Linked DNA regions of Gasterosteus aculeatus: region 2 is linked to region 1. Evidence: chromatin contacts called from public Hi-C data. All regions are on one chromosome and are shown on one strand. The core of a region is the stretch at or near the end of the contact, and the rest is flanking DNA. Distances in the headings are between cores, read along the strand shown. Region 1 holds the start of efnb1 (ephrin-B1). Region 2 has its middle 11 kb from the start of LOC100359388.

Evidence for each region. A called contact is a pair of places that touch in the nucleus more often than the background predicts.
Region 2: a contact with region 1 is called in a Hi-C map of blood and trunk muscle, with 4 times the contacts expected there. The contact joins the enhancer-like site here to the promoter of efnb1 in region 1. A contact is called at or near these places in 6 of 6 Hi-C or Micro-C datasets (blood and trunk muscle, liver, skeletal muscle and 2 more).

The regions. Positions count from the first base shown.
Region 1 is chr4:15,361,410-15,365,554 of fGasAcu3.hap1.1, forward strand. It overlaps efnb1 (ephrin-B1), which reads left to right and starts at 2,230. Exons shown (of 5, transcript XM_040175606.2): 1 at 2,230-3,652. The coding sequence starts at 3,471.
Region 2 is chr4:15,444,188-15,448,332 of fGasAcu3.hap1.1, forward strand. No RefSeq gene overlaps it. Among protein-coding and RNA genes, the nearest start is that of LOC100359388, 11 kb to the right of the region's middle. Within about 2 kb of position 2,209, at least 5 of the 9 cell types and tissues checked have open chromatin away from gene starts, as enhancers often do.

The DNA.
Region 1 (4,145 bases), core at 980-3,479:
AGTGTAAATAGCGGACGGGGGAAGAAACCGTGTCCTCGGCAGCGGGGTTCATCTTGGAGAGGCGGGGGAGTGGAAAACAAAACTCACAAAGAAGCACTGACTGTTCTCCATTTTAAAGCTAAAACGAATCAGTGGATGATTAAGAAAAAATGAATCGGCAAACATCTTTACTAATTGATGTTCTTATTTATTATTGATCCTCTCTAAATGACAGGATTTATCTGCTTCCCTCTCTTGTAGATCATTATAAAGTGAATATATTCAGCCGTGGCACGTAGGTCTGATGGTCCTCAGCTTTGTTCCAGACTGAACTGTTGGATTGCCATGTGGTTTGGTTTCAGACGGTGGTGGTTCCCAGAGGATGAATCCTCCTGACTAATGACAATGCCCTGTAGACATTTCTGCTTTTTAATGAAATTTCTGGACAGTTATTGGATCAATTCCCGTTCCATCTTGCATAAATATTTACCGTCTCTCCGGAGGATGAATCCTTCTGTCTTTTCTGATTGTCTCACATATCCGGTTGGGCCACAGCCAGGTCGAAGCTTTCACTTGTTTTGAGAAATACCTCAACATCTACTACAGTAGATATTGTGTGATATTCGGGGGCCCCGTAGGATAAATCTTTACGACCATTGGGATTTTTGCTCTAAGAGGTGGACATTTGTGTTCAAACGTGATGATAAATGTCTCAAAAATGTACGCCATTAGCATTGGTTACACACGTTCGTCTCCCCTTCGGGATGAACTCAGAAAAACATCATCAAAATCATCATTAATGAGGATAATCTTTTGTTTCTGCCCGACTCCATTTTGAATCTGAAGAGCGTGTGTGAGCTTGTGTGGTATCAAAGTACATTCAAGCTATTTATAGAGGAAGTAATCACAGCCACCTATACACATTAACATGATGACCTCATTTCTTGAAAATGCCATTATCTCATAGGTGGCTGTCTGGAGAGGGGGGAATAAATCAAACTGCCTTCTGCGTGTTTGACAGAACGTGAAACTTGCTCAATGCTTTCCTTTGTCCTTACATGTACTCCACTTGGTAGAGCTTTTATGTCTTGGTAGAATAGCGTGGATGATCCAATACCGGATGCTGTATATGGTGATGAGTTTGTCCTCTGCCACGTGCACTGTTCTCAAGGCAAAGGTCCGCGTTGTGTTGTGCTTGGCTCATGATGTGTTTTGAATTCCGCTGCTTCCCAAGCTGCGGTTGGATGAATCTCTTCCAACAACAGCACGCTACATCGATACCGTCGTCCTCGTTGGGCCGAAGCTCCTATTGACCGCTGAGCTCGGGCCCTTCTTCTCCCCCAAAGTTGCACAAAGGAGGCGTCTCATTGGCTCGCCGTGGATCGGGGCTCTATCCGTGACTGAGGTATCAGGTATCCCAGACGTCCCCACAGTCGGACGGGCACATGCCAGCTTTGTGCCAACCGGCCTGTGTTTGCTGGTTACTATGACAACTAAATTCAGGCACCATAAATCGTGTCTTAATTTCTCTTATCTCTCCTCTCTAATTATATTGAATCCAACCTTCTGTGTTCCATGAATCGATTTCGTCCCAGCCATTAGGGGGCGACATTGATTGAATTAATGCTCCAAAATTAAGAGAAACCCTCCCTCTCCCCTTATTTCTCTCTCTCTCTCTCTCTCTCTCTCTCTCTTTCCCACACACACACACACACACACACACACACACACACACACACACACACACAGACCCACAAAGGGGGCACAGACATGGACATGATCAATTATGTGTCAAGCATTTCTTCCTCAATGAATGAATGGCCCAATGACTATAGGCTACCGACCGTCTATTGTCTATGGACACTGGAGACTAAGTTCTCATGCAGTTCATTATCCCTAAAGGGGACAACTAGAAAGAGATCCAACGAGACCATTAATCATCATGCCTTTCACAGCGCATAGAAGGAAAGGACCAAAATAACAGTTGTCCTTTACAGTACATTCCAAAGATCATGTAAATGATGAGAGGCTTTAACGTTCAAGTATATTTATCGAGAGAAAATATTTCAAATTCCCTCTTCCCTCTACCTACCTACCTACCTACCACAGGCATAATTATAATTCCCTATTGCGAGGTTTTCATAGGGATATATTACAGGAATGTTACGGCATCCATGCTCAGTGCAGGATCTCCAGGGACAAGCAGGTCCTGGGCTTAAAGGGGACTTTTTTTTTTTTTTTTTTCCTCCAGTAGGCACTTTTACGCAGATACTCCAACAGCCTATCGCGCTCGTTTCCCCATCTCCACAGCTCTCAGTATGACGAATAACTCTAAAGTCCAATTCAATTTGGGTCGATGGCTCGGACCGACGTTTTTTTTATTTTTTTAAAGTGGAGGGATGGGGGGGGGGTGGAGATCCGGGGGTCAACCCAATAACAGACGCCCTCCCCTGGCAGCCCCTCCACGTCCCCATAAATAAATGCCTTCGCTTCCTGCATGCGAGTGGGGGCGGCGCGCTGTGATTGGCCGCCGCTCACCCGGTGGGCGGTCCCCGGCGTCGGTCCTCTCCGGCTCGGGTTACAGTTGAGCTCGAGCCGCTGCACTCAGCGGAGCGCAGAGTGGCTGGAGCGGGTTTTAAAAGAGAGAAATACACCGGCGTGGACGCGTTGACGAGCCGATTCAGAGCCACGGGAGCAGAACGATAGACTGATCTGACCTCAACCCGCCACTTCCCCCCCCCCTTTCCTTTTTAATGTTTGTTGGCCACCGAACAACAACAACGAAACACGACGTGCGGTTTAATTAACGCGGCGGTCACGCAGCACGTCCCCAAGCCGACTAGAGAGGCGACCCCGCGGGAGCGCAGCGCGCACGCGGAACGGCACCGGGACCCCCGCGAGGAATATTTACAATAGCAGCACAGTTCATTCGCGAGGAAGAATAGCAAAGGTTGAGGAGGAGGAGGAGGAGGAGGAGCGAAAGATAACAGTGGAATGAAGTGGACCTCGGGATTCCCGGCGCGCTGCGGAGTTGTGACTGACGGGTGAATGTGGCCATCTGTAGCTTGTGTACGGCGGCAGGTACGCGCACCATCGGCGCAGCTCTGAGAGGGACGCGACGCCTGCGCTTCGCCCAATTAAATCTCCAGATCGGAAAAGAAAAAACTATCCCACCGGTGAAGGATCTGTGCCATCGCGCATCGGGTCGCACCGCTGTCCGGTCCCCCCCCCCCCACTCGCACGAAAGGACGCGACGGGCCGCGTTGCCTCAGCCACGGGTCAAGCGGGACACTGAGGGGTTCTGCTCGTCCCACGGACAGTTTACGCTAGGACGCCCGGGAGGTCTGGAGCAGGTTTTCTTTTAAAAAAAGGAGGAGGAGGAGGAGGAGGGAGAGAAACAGCGGTTGGACAGAAGGACATGTATCTGATCACGACCTCTCATGCTCCCGACTGATCGCTGCTCACCTTCCCACCGGGCGAACCACAACTGAATGCTCGCGCGCACCGGTCCGACGCTCCGAGACCCCTTTTGGCTCACTGTCCGCGCACCGATCGCAATGGCGGGACTCGGCTGTTGGAAGCATTGCCTCTGGATCTTTATTTTAATGTGCAGGACGGCGTTAACCTCGACCAAATCGCTGGAGACTATAATCTGGGGCTCGCAGAATTCCAAGTAAGTCTCGTATTTCATGTTGTACCGGCGAGCCAAAAGTCGCTGGGTGCGCGCGCGCGTAATGGAGGACTGGCATTACTGGAAAAGTTACCATCGTGTGCGAGCTGCGTTAAATGTTCAGTTGGGTCCCTTCAATGTGGCCCTTGGAAAAGGGCGAGCACAATCTGTTTGCTTGTTCACCGTGTTGCTGTTGAATTATTTCCCGGCGGGGGGGTAAAGAAACACGGAATGTGCAGTGTTCTGCAATTTACAGTGGACCTTGCTATAATTGATGGTTAATCATAAGAACGTATGGTTATATTCACGCCCTCCTTTTTATAACCAGACACGGGTAAAGTCTGCCTATCTCCGCAGAGCTGTGCGAGCTTGTCCACTTCTTTCCTCGTCATTTCTTTCTAATTGGTGCAATTTGCCGAGTGGGTGACACAGGTCGTGGAAAGCTTGCCAAGTGTGCCAAGGTGTGGTTCAGGTCGCTGGATCCAGGACGATTGTC
Region 2 (4,145 bases), core at 959-3,458, 83 kb after region 1:
CACACATACATTATGATACTGGATACATGCACAAAGAAGTTACACACTATCGATAGAGCAGTGTATAGTCAAAGAGTCCTATGATTGTGAATTACTTTACCATGACTGTTTTGATGAAGATGTGTTGCCTCGTCCTTGGAAATGTGGCACGGCAGTCGATAGTCTATACAGACTCTCTAATACTCTCCACTGTGAAGGCAGACCGAAGACGCTCTCTCGAAACAGTAGGGGGGGCGGGGGGGGGGATCCTTTTGCCAAGTCTGCACTATTGGATTTGGATCGTAACACGGCAGTATCAGGTTAGGTGGAGAAAGGCCATGTGAATATCCCGTCGGAATCACAACAGACAAGGGCCGATTGTTATTGCACCGCCCCCCCCCATTAATGATTCAATCGTTTGACCCGTAACATGATTTCCCCGTAAAACTATCTCAGCCTCAGAGATATTTAAAATCCATGGGTGTGTGCGTCTCTGTTTGACCTTCCCAGGATGAGACAGAACCGATGCCTGAGGCTACAACTAAAAGTGCAATATTTAGAGGAAAGAAGAGAATGGACAAGGTATCATAGTGTAGCGTGCCTTAAGTTCATACATGTATATGGTTCTGATTAATGTTACTGTTACGTAGGCCAGGGTTGGGGTACCGCCCCTTCCGGGGTAATGTGGGTAGTCTGGGAGCACAAGAAGGGGAAGTTGAGTTCTGACTAAAATGATGACCGGGTGTTGTGGAATGGCGTGGCTGTGGCCGACAACAGGCAACAATAAACCCGAGTGATAAGAAACTGGCTCTTTATTGACACGGAACGTTACAATAGTACGTGTATGTGTGTGTGTGTGTGTGTGTGTGTGTGTGTGTGTGTGTGTGTGTGTGGCAGCTGTGCCTGCCCTAGGGTGTTCCAAAAAGCACGGCCACAGAAAAGGAAGGACCTTACTTGAAATATGCACACATACAGTGTGAGCGAGAGGGGCGGACATAAAGGGGCAGCATCGTCGCAACACGTCGTTTGAAGGATCGGTACCGACAGAGCAAATGTTCCTGGTCCGGCTTTCGCCTGCTCCGACACACAGATACGTGCATCCTTCCTTCGGTGAATGGAGCGCCGCCAACACGCTCACCGGCTCACGCAGAGAAAAAGAAAAACCAAGCGAGGGGGAGCCGGCTGAGGGAAGGGGGGAAATCTGTCCTGTGATGGCTGTAAATGAGGGCCCTGGCGGCGCTGTCACATCGCGTTTGGCTGAGACTGGGAGGAGGTGGGGGGGGGGGGGGGGGCATGGACACTGTTTACAGATAATGAACTTGGGGGAGATGGCTGGAGCATGGGCAGACACTGATTGTGTCACAGCTAGTGGTGTTCCACTGCTCCCCCAGCGACAGATACAAGGCAAAAAGGAGCGAGAGGAGAGTCAACTGAGTGCAGAGAAGGAGGGAGAAAGAGAAGCCTAGAAGGCGACGTTCGAGATGGAAACACAGCAAGGGGAACGAGACGAGGCCCGCAAGCAAAAACATCCGAGCGTTTATTCTAATTAGAGCCAGCTAATGTGTCTCCAGGTATGGAGGCCGTCGGCGCTTCTCTGTGAGTAATCCATAGCACGCGTGGTCCCTTCGTACGTGGTTGACAGCTCACTGTTCGTAGGGTGTAACGCGGCCTCCTCGCCCGCTCCGTGTGTTCAAACAGGGTGATGCACGGTTACTCCTTCAGTCTGCACCCCACCCCCCCAAAGTGCCGCATCCATCCGCCCACCCAACCCCGCCACCCTTCCTCGAAGGACTGTTTTCTCCAGCCTCCCGTCGAGGTGATGAACGTGATCTCTCACTCTGATCATCTGTCTTTCGTAAAACACACGGAATCCGACATAAAAGGATTAATCCTGCTCGTGGGAGACAGAGCCAAATGTATAGATTTATAATTCCACACTCGAGTTCCCCGCCTTGTTTTAATGCTTCATAAACACTTGGTGTTTTCAGGTCTCTGTTCCAATAAAAACAGAGAGCGCGGGGGTGTAATATGTGGAGCTGGGGGAAATTAAAGCTGAAGTTCCTCTCCTCCTCAGTGCTTTCCCAGATCTCCCCCCCCCTCTCCCTCTCCCTCTCTCTCTCTCTCTCTCTCTCTCTCTCTCTCTCTCTCTCACACACACACACACACACACACACATGCACCCAGTTAATCAGCAGCCCAGAGAGAAATCTAAGACCACATCTACACCCAGTGGAAGGAACCTGATACAACCACATCCCCCCCCCCCCCCCCTCCCTTCTCTTCCACCATTCCCCCCCGTTCTCTTAATCATCAACACACACACATGCTCCTCCTGCCGATAAATCAGACGCAAGGTTCAGTATGATTACCTAAAGTTAATGAAGACTGAAAGCGATCTTGAACGCGGTTACCACGGAGACGAAGTCTTTGAAAGCGGAGGGCATAAGAAAAGCCTTTTTTTTATTATTTCTTTTTCCATTTCTGCCTCCGCTGCTATTTCCAAAAGTCGTTTTCACTGTGCGGTGACAAACATAACCCTTCTGACTTGTGGAAAAATAAATCATACTTTCAAGTGAAGACAAATGCCTTCTCCGTTGGGAGTAGCCTCGGGCTGTAGTCATAATGGTCTCTCTCTCTCTCTCTTTCTGCCTCCCCCCTCCCTCGTTCTCCTCCTCTCTTTTTCTGTTTGTCTCAGAGCAGGGAGTTTCCTGATCTAGTTCTGAATGTCCACCCAAAACGACCTTACAGGGCAGATCAGGTGTATATTCCTGTTTTAAGACTTTATTTCATGGGAAACCTGGAAGAAAAGCGGCTCCTCAGCCGCAATATGGAAAGGAAAACTAATCAGGAAGATCTTTGCAAAAACATGTAGCGCTTCGTTAACCAAAAGGTTCCCCGGCAGGACCTTTGGACCTTCTGTTGCATGTTGTAACTCTCTCTCTCCCCTCAATTTCTTTACTGTTATTTCTTAAATGAAAGCCAGATCGAATCTTTCTCACTTATGGTGATGTGATCTCACACAAAAATCATGGCCGTCTGTCTGTGTCTGTGTGTGTGTGTGTGTGTGTGTGTGTGTAAGTGTTGGTCCCGGCTCGGGCCCGGGTCCGGCTTGGGACAGGCCAGCTGCAGGAGTCTGTCTCCCCTCCTTGGTGCTATCGGGTTGCTTCTCCTTCTCCTTGAGCCCATTACACAGGCCTCTTTATGCTGCGCTAAAAGCTGCTCATGTTCAAACACTCCTGGGAAAAGCTCCTTAAAAACACGTCAGGAAGAGAGGCCCTGTCTGGTAAAATATTAATAGGAAGTTAATTGGTTGTTAATGGACTGGTGCTTGGGTCGGAATGGCCCTCCACTGGACAGGCCACAGAAACGATCCATTCAGGGGTGTCACCTTACCGCCTCTTTTCTAATTGTTTTCCGGTCACTGTAGCCGTGAGTTGCGGTGTTAAAAACATCATCGCTGGAGTTTTATGGAAGGTCCTGCAAGAAGAATTGAGCCACGTGCCAACCGCAATTCCACACGAGCGGGAACATTATGGGTGTTCGGTTACTTGGGCGTCAAGTTTTCTTCCCTTTTAAAAAATAATTGATGGTTGTTTTCCTTTGTGTTTTATTCTCGCACATCCAGAGCAACGATTGAACTCCCGTTAAGTCTTTCCTTAATCTCCACATGAGGGAATAGTTTCAACTTTTGTTGTTTGTGGTCAGCGCGTTTGTGCTCTCTGCGGTCACCGCTATCCACCGGGAGAGAAATCCCCCTTCTGCTGGAGTAGGCATGTAATATTGATGCAGAGCAGACTCGGAGAAAACACAGGAATCAAATGGAATCCAAACGAAGTTCAAATGTCGACATCAACGCATTCATTTTTAATCATTGCAAAGCTACGGGCCGCCGATCTTTTTAAGGGGAAGCCACATGGGCATGAGAAGCTGGGAATATTTAGAAATACGAGATAAACGTGCCCTTCAAACCCAACTCTGTTCAGCTCCAATTCACTTAAGAGAGCAACAAATACTTGTTGAAAGAGGTTGTCCAGGAAATGGGAGTTAAAATGGCGGTAGAGGTTACCCGGGCAGACTGCTTTTTAGTTTTACAGGCTTTTAAATTGTAAAAACAAACCGGTCTTCAAAGATATGCCATTTTCTCTACAGCTCTAATGTACATGCAT